Linked DNA regions of Sus scrofa: regions 1 and 3 are each linked to region 2. The links are chromatin contacts, called in public HiChIP or PLAC-seq maps. All regions are on one chromosome and are shown on one strand. Each heading gives the region's core, a stretch centred on a gene start, on an enhancer-like site or on the middle of the called end of the contact. The rest is flanking DNA. Distances are from core to core; before and after follow the strand shown.

Region 1 (4,020 bases), core at 275-2,774, 180 kb after region 2:
CAAACCAGAAAGGAGAGTTAGGTGAGGGCCAGACCTTGCAGGGCTTGTAGCCACAGCCGATTTTTTTCTTTCTTGCTTGCTTCTTAAACCTGTAACCACTGGCATAGTTCCCAGCCTCGGGTCGAATCGCAGCTGCTACAGATGCCGGCCTACACCAGGGCTCACCACAACGCTGGATCCTTAACCCACTGAGCAGAGCCAGGGATCAAACCCGAGTCCTCATGGATACTAATCGAGTTCATAACCCTGATAAGCCACAAGGGGAACTCCCTATAGCAGATTTCAGATTTTATCAAGTTTGGGGGGAGGGGGGGAATCATCCAAAGGCTGTGAAGCACATAAACAGAACAGGAAAGCTGGAGGAAGAATAAGGCCCTGGTCTAGGAAGGGAGCTTGACAGTGATAGGGGCTAATAGGAGGCTGCAGATTATTTTATGTGACCACAATATTAAAACTGTTTATTCTGAACATAGAATTCTGTGAATTTTGCAGGTCCGCTTTGTAAAACGAGTCAGGGAAGTAGGGAGAAGATTGTATATTTAGAAAAAGTCCAATGATGAGAGCCTTTTAAAAATTTAGTTGACTTGAAAGACCTAGGTAAAAAAGGGCTTAAAAGAGTGAGAAAAGGAATTCCACCCAAAAGAACTTGGGCGCGGTCCTGCAGCATCACAGAGGATGTAGTTTTTAGAGAGCAGGATTTCAAAATCTAACTATGGCTTCTCAAATACTATAGGGAGGCGCTTTACATAAAACGGAAAACCAGACTTCACAAAGCGCCGCTATTTGCACAGAGAGCACCCTGTACAAATTTTAAAGGTAATCTAGAGTTCCAAAGGTTGGGGTTAAACCTAGGCAGTTACTAGCTCCCACTTGCTAAAGTTTCTGGAGTCCTGTACACAGGACGGTTGTCCATAACCACAACAGTTAAGTAGATGTACCACAAAAACAGTTAACTTTCAAAGTGTTTCCTAAAGTACCACCTTCACACGAGTTAAATGCAGTTTCTAGGAACTAAAAAGTCCTAGTGAACAACTCAGATTGTGAAAACGTGAGGTGGCTCTGAAAAGAGCCTTTGGGTTTGACAGTGCCTAGAAATAAATTTACTTGGAGCTGGTGTACTTGGTAACGGCCTTGGTGCCCTCAGACACGGCGTGCTTGGCCAACTCCCCGGGCAGCAGCAGCCGCACGGCCGTCTGGATCTCCCGGGACGTGATGGTCGACGCTTGTTGTAATGCGCCAGCCGCGAGGCCTCACCCGCGATGCGCTCGAAGATGTCGTTGACGAAGGAGTTCATGATGCCCATGGCCTTGGACGAGATGCCGGTGTCGGGGTGGACCTGCTTCAGCACCTTGTACACGTACACGGAGTAGCTCTCCTTGCGGCTGCGCTTGCGCTTCTTGCCATCTTTTTTCTGCGCCTTGGTCACGGCTTTCTTGGAGCCCTTCTTCGGGGCTGGAGCAGATTTCGTTGGTTCAGGCATTTTACCTGCCCTTTCTCTGAAGAGAAAAGAAAATGGTGGCTGTGCTGCTGGATCCTGCCTATTTGTAGACAGATTTATGCAAATGAAGACTTGGTTTCCAAACTGCTGATTCGTTCGTTTGTCACAGGCTGCATGCAAACGAGCTACTCTCCCATTGGTCTCCTGAGTCAATTTTCCACCAATCAAGCCAGCTTCTTTAATCTTATCACTGTTTTATAACAATTCCGTTTAGTTTGTCAGTTTTAAAAAATATGACTTTCCAGAGCTTTGACTTGCAAAGGAAGCAAAGCTAGTTGCCCGAGTACCTCTCCGACTTCTAAACCTCCTTTTCAGGTCCTGGAAAAGCTCTGTCTTTACATTTGAATCTAATAGGGAAAGGAAAAATAGAGAATAGGCGATCTGCGGTGGTACAGAAAATACCAAAGACAGCGTTTCCCACAGCACACAAAACACACAAATATAGCAGGAAATAAAATTACATAAATAAAATTACATCCCTTGAAGGGAGATAAGAATAGAATTTCGTGACCCACATGTCCTTCATAACGGAGGATCAAATCACTCCTTTTAACTGCAAGCGCGGATAAGAAAGTTCTTCATTCTACCTACTGAAAAGAATTAAAAAAATAAAAGAATAAAAGTTAGCAGGTTGGCCTTTAACACTTTTACTTTAATTTTATTATCACCACCATCATCTTTGGCTGAAACTGGCTTCTGAGCAGATAATTCTGCCATTACCATTGTTCTCCGGTGGCTGTTGGTGAGAATGTTGAACGCTAACCACCTGATGTAGGTCCTCAGATCTTTGTCCCTTTTGGAGAAAGAATTTGACAAAGAGACTGAAGGTAGTGAGGTAATTATTTAAAGAGAGAAGAGAGAGAAGAAGGTGCATAGAAAATACAAAAACAGGCGGGGTGGGGTGGGGAGGGAGAAAGGGAGATATAAAGACAGACAGAGAAAGAAGCAAGAGAGGAAGAGAGCAACATGTCCTTGCGAGGCCTTTTAAATCATTTAGGGTGGAGGTGGAGGGGATTTTCCGGTCCTGGCTCAGTGGAATCGACTCTGCTTAGAATCCCTGAGGACACAGGTTCCATCCCTCGCCCCAGTGGCTTAAGGATCTGGTGTTACCATGAGCTGAGGCCTTCTACTGGACAATGCTCTTGCTTCCTCTGGCTTTGGCAGGATGGATTTAACACAAGGTTCTCGGAGAAGTTGTCAGGAGGTACTGTGGTCTGGTCCCTCCTTTCTCAGACCCCTGAGGAACCTTTCTGCTAGTGTATCTTTGATCTCAAGAATGAGAAATACTCTCTCTCTTTTATCCTAGCAGGATACATCTTTTATCTTGAAGTTATCTCCACAGGGAACAGATTACATTTGCTCAGCCTGGGATCCATCTATCTCCTGCGCAGCCATTTTTCCTTTCTGCAGAGAAGTGTCCTCCCTGAAGCTGACTTTATCCCTAACCCTTCCCAGGCTTCCCGCGTGTGCAGTAAATCCAGAGCAGGAAGCTGCATGTAGCAGGCAAGCAACCAACAAGGGCACACTCCTGTGCTTACTCAATCTTATCTTTCTTTTTCACAAAATAGTTAATTGGTTTCTCTCACTTCCGTATTGAGGAGAATTCAACTTCTTGATTTCTTCCTTATTCCCAGTTTAGCCAGTGTAGCAATGTGCTGAATAAAGCCAACATACTTTATTTGCATTCATTTAATTAATCATAGACCCCTACCTGATTATTTCTTTTCTTTTTCCATTAAAAAAAAAAAAAGTAAACAAGAGTGTTAGGTTCACCTCAGGAAAAAAAGAAAAACGAAACCTGACTCCAAGCTCTCGCCCTGCTCTGGAGAAACGTAACTAAGACAGGACTAAGTCATCCCCCAAATCATGTGACTCAATCTTAAAAACTACCTCACCCAGGAGAGTGTCTAAACCTCTGCTCATATCCCACTAACAAGTCTCCCAAGCTGATTGGTCTGTTCCTCTTTTCACCCTATTTACATAGTTTGTTGAAAGTACACAGATTGGTCTCTTCCTTTTCACCCTATTTTAACATAAGAAATGGCCAATCAGCTTCTGCACAGAAACCTCCTTTCTTGGCACTCACGTCTGATCTCCCTCCCCCAACAGGCTGACTGCTGACCTCCTTTGTGAATCAGCCCGGTAGTATACCCTGCAAATAAAGTCTTTTATGCCTGATCTCGGGTCTTGTCCTTTCGGCCGCCCTTACAAAGAGAACCTGGGACAACGTGTCTTTCCCCAGATCCAATAATATGTAAATCATGGAGCTAAGATAATGATTTAGGCAGTCTGGCTTGAATCCGAACCCTTCCTAAGAAGACTCCAGCTGCACTGGTGGACTGTTTTAGAGTTTAAAAAAAAAAAAAAAAGTTTGTTGTGGTTTCCCAATTCTGGAAGCACGGGCAATAAAGCATTTTTTAATAACTGAGATTATTAAAAGTAAAAACAAAGCTTTGATTCTACATATACCTAACCCATGGAAAGAAAAATAAATAAAATTAAAACTGGATTGATGGAAAAGT
Region 2 (4,569 bases), core at 12-2,511:
AGGGCCACCGAGAGGTTATAGAGGTCCAAGGGCTGGGGCTGGGAAGGCAGGAGTATGAGCTGTGGGGTAGACAAGCCAATGCCCTCACCTTGAGGTTCCACAGGTCATAACGGAAGGGACTGCGCCTGCGGGAGCCCATGGGCGTGTTGTGCAGACTGGCCGCCACACGCTTGGCTACTCGCTTGTCTCGGAACTCCACCCAGCCCTCGGTGTAGTCCTTGCTGTACTTGGAACGCTTTTTCCCTCCTGTGGTGGAGGCTGCTGCTGCCTTCTTTTTGCGCCTCACGAAGCCGTCTGCGAGCCAAAGGGAGAGCAGTGGTCAAGCAAGCCGACGCAGCACCCACTCAATTGTACCTTCCACTTGCCGAAGTCTCCAAATCTGCCCAAGGGCCAGGATCCCACCCCAAGATCTTTGCTCAGAAAAGGAGAACTGAAAGGTCCACCCTTTCTCCCTTGTCTAATTCAATCCTTTGCTCAGATGTCAACTCCTTAATCAGATCTGCCCTGAACATTCTATATAAAACCAGCATGGCCCTCTAACCCTAATTCCAATTTAGGGTTATAAGAAGTTGCAGACGGCTGACCGTACGTATACCGTCTTTTGACCTGGACCGCGATGGCAAAGGGTTATGTTCAGTTTTGTGGAAAAGCCACTGGGATTTTACTGCAGGCTATACCCATTTAACAAACTGGTAAATTCGTCTCGGGAAAGAGGGATTGGGGAAGCCGAAATTAAAATCTAAAAGTTAGCTATTCGAAAACTAAGGCTCAACTAGTCATACTGCGCTAACCACACCTCAGGCCCACCTCCTAAGGAAAGTGTGGACTACCTATTTACTAAAAAAGCCACACGCGGGGCCCCGGCTCGGTTCGTGCCTGGGATCCGCGCAGCCGAGGCAACAGGACACGCACTGTGTGCTCACCATCTGCAAGCATCACCCTCCACCCCTCATCACCACTGCCTCAGCACTTACCTTCCGGCTGGAAAAACACACGCCCGACCTCGCCGTAGGCGCTAAGAAGGTTCCGTACGTGCAAAGGCCTAAACCGGGGTGGGATGTGGCCCAGGTACACAATACCCGGCACTACCCGTTTCTTGCTGCCGCCAGCCGTTTCTTCAGATTCCTCCTCTGCTTCTGGTTTCTGGTCGTTCCCTTCCACAGGCTCCAACACAGCGGCTTCCTTATTCGACTCCTCTGCCTCCATGCTTGCCGGTAAGTAAAGCAAGACAGCCGTAAGGCGCCGCGCCTCTGACGCGCACCGTTTACGACTTCCTGCGTCGAGGGGGCGGGGTTTGTCCAGGGGTTGACAAATGAAAGAACAGGATTGTTCGGAACGGGCGGTTCCAGGCCTAACGGCGACGGCGGAAGTGGGCCCCGGGTCAGCCGGGAGATTCGAAGCAAGGGAGCAGCATCAGAGGATTAGGAGAGGCGAAATGACTTGACTCCTGAGCTGAAGAGGCAGAACTGGAGAGGTAGACCACCAAGTACAACTTACAGTACAGAACTCCTTGGTGAAATGTAAAAAGATGGGATGAGGAGGGCTCTTCCGGAAATTTTGGAGGACTCTGTGTTCTAGCAAGAACACAACATAGTATTTTACCCAAGGGGCTCAGGTGCGACTCAGGTTGGGGGATGACGCAATTTGTAAAGTTTACTTAAATTTCAGTTTTTTTAATTAATTAATTGAGTTTTGAAATTTTAATTATTTTTCAAAATTTAACTTAGGGATTTGAAGATTTCAAATTGAAGTTTGGAAATGTAACCTAACTTTGGAAATATAAGTTTTGGAAATCTGGCTACATTTTTGAAAATTTCATTTGTGAGCTATTAGTTTAAAAAAATTTATTTTAAAATATTTTTAAATTTGATTTTGTGAAGTTCCCATCGTGGCGCAGTGGTTAACGAAGCCAACTAGGAACCATGAGGTTGCGGGTTTGATCCCTTGCCTTGCTCAGTAGGTTCAGGATCCGGCGTTGTCTTGAGCTGTGGTGTAGGTTGCAGACGCGGCTCGGAGCCCGCGTTGCTGTGGCCCTGGAGTAGGCTGGCGGCGACAGCTCCGATTAGACCCCTAGCCTGGGAACCTCCACATGCCGCGGGTGCGGCCCTAGAAAAGGCAAAAAGACAAAAATAAAATTTGATTTTGTAAGATGTCTAAAAATTTTGAATGCATGACGATTATTTCTTTTAAAAAAAACTTATTTGGTGCCTGTTTTACGTTTGTATTGATACATGATTCATATTTATACTTACGTTACAAATACCTGTCGTCAAATGTGTACATGGTCCTGATTTAGGCCCCCTCCTGGATCACCGAGCTTTATTCTCTCTGGGACTTATTTTCACGGTTTGAGGGCCCAGGGTGGGCCACCCCAAAATGTGCCTGAATGGCATATTGGTTATTTTGAATTAATGTTTACTGAAGACATGGTCAATACAAGGGGAACTCTCTAACACTTCTTTCTGTTTCCCTGAAAGCAGGAAATAAATCTCTCATGTGAAATGTGCACTCCCTGCATTTGGGGGTAGAAGGACACCATTATCACCAAAGAGAGAGAATTCTTGGCTAAGGATGCATAAACCGTACTTTAATTTAGTACCCCAAGTCCAAATTCTACTTGAGCCTTCACTAATTGGGAACCAGCGTTTCTCTATCCTGTCAGTTCCTCATAAATTTATTGTTTCTTTGTCTAAAAAGTGTAAAAGCTGTCTGCTTTGGCCACTTCTTAGGTGCCGTTTCTATGAGACCTCCAGGCTCATGAATTAAAATTGTTTCTTTCTCTCCTGTTAATATCTAGTATCAATTTTATTGCGGCGTGTCCAACCACAAGATCTCGAGGAGTAGAGGGGGACATTTCCCCTCCCTGACAAAAGATTTGCCCTTAGATCACAGACTGATTTTCACTGTGCGTTGAAGCCATTCATCACAAGAACTGCCACAGCCCACGCTGTACCCAGCTGATGGCTGGGCCCTGAGAGCTGTGCCTTCACCAAACCCGAGGCCGCTTTTTACCCCCGTGACGCGCCCACTAGGGGGCGCAATCCTCATCCTTAAGGTGCGGCGGGTCCTCTGGGTCCCCTTGGGGCCTACTGCAAGGGGCCCGGCCCTGGAATGCGGAGGAGTTTGAGGATAACAGCCATTGTTGGACAGGCCTCCAAGTATATTTACAAAGTTAACGCGGCACCGCTTTCTTTGATGGAATGGTCTAAAGGTATAATAAAGTAGACTTTCGAGTTCTCACACGCCTCTTGCATTAATTTTATTGACGAGAACTATCTCTTTGCCTTCTTTTTTGGAGTGGGGAGAGGACAATGAGAGGAGCAAACTAGGTCCTGCTTTTCTTAACACCAACGTTTTCAAAACATTAAGCAATAGTCAATTAAATGAAAGTACCTCTTGGGATTGCCTCAAAGAATGGGGGTGGGGAAGGGAGTCTTGTGGGGGAGTGGATGATGTCAGTTGTGCCAGTGTGATGGCTACAATGATAATTTATGTTACCTCTTCCTTGGGCTTATTTGAAATTGTCATTGATAAAATATTCACAGACGTCTCAACAGGGAGCTCTAAAGGGCCACCGAACCTCAAAAAAAAAAAAAAAATTAAAGTGAAAATATTGTGCTAGGGGCGACCTTCTCATTACCCATAAACCCCTTCTCAACTCAGTGAAAAAAGGCAGACTTCCTAGAGACTGCATCTTTAGCTACCCCATGGACCTTCGGTGAAGCAACTTCTGTTGACAGCCTTTGCTACTCAGTCATACAAGATCATCTCTGAGTATAAAGAACGGCTCCGTGTTCAACTTTAGCTCTCTGGCTTCAGTATCAAGATGACAAACCTTTCAAAAAGGTAAGTCCTTCGAGCCGGATTCGAACCAGCGACCTAAGGATGACCATGATGAAACACCTACAGTCCTCCGCTCTACCAACTGAGCTATCGAAGGAACTGTGAGAGTTTTTCTTAAAATACCTTAAATAATCTTTAATAGTTTTAACTATAGGTCTATTTAAAAAATAGAGGCAAACATGAAGCCTGCTGGAAATATTCTAAAGCTTATATGGTTAGTAATTATGGAAGTATATTAGATAATTCATGCCTCTGAATACTAAAGGTTTGTGTTTTAATTCGTTATCCCACTCTCTAGGGCATAATGTAGATAGGACCATCACCCTTATTCTTGCTGTCCCATCCGCTCAATCAAAAGTGGTGAAACGGTTCTCGTCAGTGAATTCTACTAGACATAGACTGAGCATACGTTTGGTAAAGATCCAACTTGAATGGGTTTATCTTTTTTGATTTACGATTTTCAAAAGTCCTGTCCTTCGAGCCGGATTCGAACCAGCGACCTAAGGATAACCAACTCCATGGTACCTACAGTCCTCCGCTCTACCAACTGAGCTATCGAAGGACTGCCTTTATAGGCTTTTTTAGAATTCCTAAAATAATGTCTACAGACGGTTTCTATTCTGATAATATTAATACTTTTAAAAGTATAATCCAAAAAAAAAGTATGATGAAATTTAACGGTCTTTTTCGATATTGAATATGCTCTGTGTAATTAATCTGGGTAGT
Region 3 (4,491 bases), core at 1,872-4,371, 200 kb after region 2:
TTTAAATCTCACCTTTACATCATTTTCAGTTTGTCCTGTTACTATGACTAGATGCATGCCAGAAAATTTTATTAACTCCAGGTCCTTTTTTTTTTTTTTTTTTTTTTTTTTGCACAGGTGGGAGGCATGTGGAAAATCCTGGGCCAGGGAGTGAACCCGCACCACAGCAGTGACTAGAACTGCTGCTGCAATAATGCTGGATCCTTAACCTGCTAGGCCACAAGATTACTCCAATTCCAGATATCTTAAATTCACTTATACATTCTTCTCTCTGAATTTTGGATAAAAAATGATATATGTAATTAATTAATTATAATGGAATCAAAATAAAAAACTTACTGGGTGATTTTAATTAATTACATATATCATGTTATAGAATAATATTTGTCTTCTATACTCATATATAGAAAACAAAAATTCTAGAAATAAATGTATCTATATTTCTAGAATTTTTTTCAAATCTGTGTGATTATTCTTTGTAGTCTTACATATTTTACAGTTTTTTTAAAGATATTAAATTTAGTCACTTGAAATCTATTATCTGTTAATTCGTGCTTTTTTTTGCATTGTCTATTGCTCTTGTTCCTGTTGTCTTGTTTCATGGTATGTTTGGTTAATTTTGGTTGTGTAGCTGCTCATTCATTTTCTTGGATATTTATCTACGGAGATTTATTGGGGCCTAGAAGGAAGTTTATTCTTCCAGGGAGGATTTGCATTTGCTTTTATCAGGTGCTCAAGGGCATCAAACCAGTTTGGAATATCCCTAAAATAAATTCCCACCCTGGTTGTTTTTTTCTTTTGTCTTTTTGCCTTTTCTAGGGCTGCTTCTGCAGCATATGGAGATTCCCAGGCTAGGGGTCTAATCAGAACTGTAGCCATCGGCCTACACCACAGCCACAGCAACAAGGATCTGAGTCGTGTCTGTGACCTACACCACAGCTCACGGCAACGCCGGATCCTTAACCCACTGAGCAAGGCCAGGGATTGAACCCGAAACCTCATAGTTCCTAGTTGGATTCTTTAACCACTGCGCCACAGTAGGAACTCTGCACCCTGGGTGTTTTGAATCCTCGCAGTATTAATGATGAAATGAGTAAGAGCGAAGGCTGGCTTATAGTCCAAATTCTCAGCAGTAGCATCCGCTTGCCAGGCAACAAGGCTCAGGGCCAACTTTGCAATCATCAATGATGAGTTGTATGTGTGCATGTTTATTACTAGTTTATTCTGGTCTGGTGTCTCAGCTTCACTGGAAAAGAGTTCTTATCAGGCTCCCCACCAGGGCCAGTCTTCACATAACACCATAAAAAACACAGCTTAGGTTTGGGTGACGCCAGCTGAGGCGCTTGTGGTTTCAACATGGACCAAACCCCTGGGTCTGAGAGTTCCTTACTTTTGTAGTGGCTCTTTGTTGTTTTTATAATTTTAAAAAATACGTTTCTAAATTTTAATTGTCCATCCAAGTACCCAGATTGCCTTATTATGGAAAATCTATCCCCATGATCCATGAATCTCTCTGTTTGGGAGATGTGAGAACCCTAGAGTTTCTAAATTCATTCTTCTCTCAGCCTACAATACCACTGCCTACCATTGAGATTTTCCATCTCAATCAGCACTTCACTCCCAGTCCAGCCTCATCTACTTTGCAATTTTCTTGGCCACCTCTGATTATCGATTCCTTTCCTTCCTGCCACAGGCTCCCCCGCCCCCACTTCCTTTCAGAGGTTTTATCTTCCCCAGCAATGAAAACACTTAAGGCTATCCGACTTAGTGCAGCAAAAGCCAACTGCTGCCAGAAGGGGCTGCCTGCCCTTCCCTTTCTACTTCCTCTCTACCCTTGATGCTCGGGGACATTCGGTAAAGCGGTAAGGGTGCTGAAAAGGGGGCTTAAGCCCTGATTCCGACACATTAACCGATTGAGAGTTTGGGCTTCTCTCTTTTGACCCAGAGAATATTAAAGCTGAATGCTGCCCCGCCCCCAGGACTAAGAATTAATTAGGACTTTCTGGGAAAGAAGATAGAGTAGCTGAGAGGATTTCAAGGGATTTCAAAGACGGCTTCCCTTTCCTTTTCCCTTCCGTCGGATCCTTTAGGATAGTTTGGGCTTCTCCTTTACCTCCCCTGCCGCTGCTCAGAACCTCAAGCAGAACTGCACCAATTACAAAGCAAGCAAACCAGTAAAGCCTTTGCAATATATCTGTGAAAACTCACATTGTCTTCAGCCTTTTTTCAGATATGTCTACATGGCTTGAAAAAGAAAAAAGAAAAATAGAATAGAAAAAGTGCAGAATGAAGTTGTCAGAGCATGCTGTTTCCTGCTCTGGGTAATCTGTCATCCGCAAGTTCTGGAACAACGCCAGGATCAACTTGGAGACCTACACACGGAAAGGAAAGGTGTACCCTTGAAATGGCATTTTGAGTGCAAACTAACATTTAGTTAGGTGACATTAAATAATTCATCGGTACTTGCCCACAGTGAACCCGCAACCTATGGCACATAGTTATTGCGTAGGTTCTTCATAAGTATTTCCTAAGTAGCTGTTATTGGAGCACTAAAGCATGGCAACGAAACTTTAAATTTGGGGGAACTCAAAAAGTAGTCTTTGGAATTAAACAATTACAACTCATTTGCTGAGAGCATGCGTGGCTCTTAAAAGAGCCTTTGGGGTTAACAGTAAAGATGCTTACTTGGCAAATTTATTTGGAGCTGGTGTACTTGGTGACGGCCTTAGTGCCCTCGGACACGGCGTGCTTGGCCAGCTCCCCGGGCAGCAGCAGCCGCACGGCCGTCTGGATCTCCCGGGACGTGATGGTCGAGCGCTTGTTGTAATGCGCCAGCCGCGAGGCCTCACCCGCGATGCGCTCGAAGATGTCGTTGACAAAGGAGTTCATGATGCCCATGGCTTTGGACGAGATGCCAGTGTCCGGGTGGACCTGCTTCAGCACCTTGTACACGTACACGGAGTAGCTCTCCTTGCGGCTGCGCTTGCGCTTCTTGCCATCCTTCTTCTGCGCCTTAGTCACCGCTTTCTTGGACCCCTTCTTCGGGGCGGGAGCAGATTTGGTGGGTTCAGGCATAGCAGCGTTAAAAGTTAGAACTGCAAGGCTAACACCTGGGAAAATAGTCAGTCAGGGTGAGGCCACATTTATTTATAGATGCGGTATTCAAATGAGGTTAGTAAGGTTTCGCTCACGATTGGATTAATTTTATTGTGGCGTCACAAACACGAATGTAAATGAAACTTGCAGGTCTACGTTTCCATTGGCTGTTAACTTACTTTGCTTCGACCCAATCAGAGGGCTTGGACTAGGCTACTCACAGCTAGTATAAATAGTTTTTTCAAGTAGTTGCACTCTGTATTTCACCGCTAAGAGAAGGCTGCTTAGCCTAGAACGGGTTAGTTTTAATAACTCGGTGCATTGGGTTTGCACGCAACTAGCAGCCATCTAAGTGTCCTGCTGATGAAGTTGGTGGGCAAACGCCTTATCCTGCGCCTGGGACAGCTAATAATTTGCAGCCACCACATACATCAACTTGAAGGTGAGCTGGGTCACCTTCAAGTTCACGTTCGTTAACCTTAACATTTGTGCAATGGATACTTAGAAGATAGCGCTAGGGCAACACGAACGGAATCAGTCCTGACTCCCAAACGTGTGCAAGATGTGGGCCTTCTACCCAACCAAACTCGGGACAGACAAAATACCCGGCCCGCTACACCTCCCACAGGTTTTAAATGAATCGCTATGAAGACCCACCTCCCGTCCCCGGAGGCCCGCCCTTTAACTCGCAGCCTTTTCCTCCCAGCCACGCCCCCTTAAGAGTGTGCAACAGCTCTTTTCCGGAGATCTGTGGGTGGCTCTGAAAAGAGCCTTTGGGTTGTGTAGAGCTTGTAAGCCGTTGGCCAAAGGGACTTCCTATTTCTTCTTGGCTGCCGCCTTCTTTGGCTTGGCTGCCTTGGGCTTGGCGGTCTTTGGTTTAGCCGCCTTAGGTTTCACCGCTTTGGCCTTCGCTGGGCTCTTGGGCGCCTTCTTAGGCTTGGCGGCTCTCGCTTTTTTGGGGCTCTTTGCTTTTTTGGCTCCTGCAGCCGCGGCAGGCTTCTTCGCCTTCTTTGGAGTCTTTTTGGCGCTCTTCTTCGGGGTGGCCGTCCCCGTCGCCTTCTTGGGCTTCTTAGCCGCTCCCGCGGGCTTTTTGGGCTTAGCCGCGCCCGTTTTCTTGGCTTTGGGTTTCGCTTCCCCGGTGGCCGCCTTCTTGTTGAGCTTGAAAGAGCCGGAGGCGCCAGTGCCCTTGGTTTGCACCAGGGTGCCCTTGCTCACCAAACTCTTCAGACCCAACTTGATACGGCTGTTGTTCTTCTCCACATCGTAGCCAGCGGCCGCCAGCGCCTTTTTGAGCGCAGCCAAGGACACGCCGCTGCGCTCCTTGGAGGCGGCGACAGCCTTAGTGATGAGCTCGGACACGGGAGGTCCAGACGCCTTGCGCTTCGCAGCACCTGC

Evidence for each region. HiChIP or PLAC-seq counts read pairs in DNA pulled down with a chosen protein or histone mark.
Region 1: an H3K27ac HiChIP or PLAC-seq map of alveolar macrophages shows a contact between it and region 2. The contact joins the promoter of LOC100156127 here to the promoter of ABT1 in region 2. A contact is called at or near these places in 2 of 5 promoter capture datasets (fetal liver and liver), 18 of 47 Hi-C or Micro-C datasets (blood, embryonic fibroblasts, epiblast stem cells and 8 more) and 2 of 2 datasets of contacts at active chromatin or transcription factors (alveolar macrophages and skeletal muscle).
Region 3: a contact with region 2 is called in an H3K27ac HiChIP or PLAC-seq map of skeletal muscle. The contact joins the promoter of HIST1H2BD here to the promoter of ABT1 in region 2. A contact is called at or near these places in 2 of 5 promoter capture datasets (fetal liver and liver), 20 of 47 Hi-C or Micro-C datasets (alveolar macrophages, blood, embryonic fibroblasts and 10 more) and 2 of 2 datasets of contacts at active chromatin or transcription factors (alveolar macrophages and skeletal muscle).

The regions. Positions count from the first base shown.
Region 1 is chr7:20,839,689-20,843,708 of Sscrofa11.1, reverse strand. It overlaps LOC100156127 (histone H2B type 1-M), which reads right to left and starts at 1,524. Exons shown (of 2, transcript XM_001927939.5): 1 at 1,222-1,524; 2 at 1,050-1,219. The coding sequence starts at 1,480. The coding sequence ends at 1,101.
Region 2 is chr7:21,021,333-21,025,901 of Sscrofa11.1, reverse strand. ABT1 (activator of basal transcription 1) reads right to left here and starts at 1,261. Exons shown (of 3, transcript XM_001926306.7): 1 at 975-1,261; 2 at 89-294. The coding sequence starts at 1,206. LOC102162475 (a long non-coding RNA gene) reads left to right here and starts at 1,345. Exons shown (of 2, transcript XR_002346131.1): 1 at 1,345-1,474; 2 at 2,798-3,599. TRNAY-GUA (a tRNA gene) reads right to left here and starts at 4,405; the gene lies at 4,316-4,405. TRNAY-GUA (a tRNA gene) reads right to left here and starts at 3,940; the gene lies at 3,852-3,940.
Region 3 is chr7:20,819,720-20,824,210 of Sscrofa11.1, reverse strand. It overlaps HIST1H2BD (histone cluster 1, H2bd), which reads right to left and starts at 3,121. Exons shown (of 2, transcript NM_001243656.1): 1 at 2,686-3,121. The coding sequence starts at 3,075. The coding sequence ends at 2,695.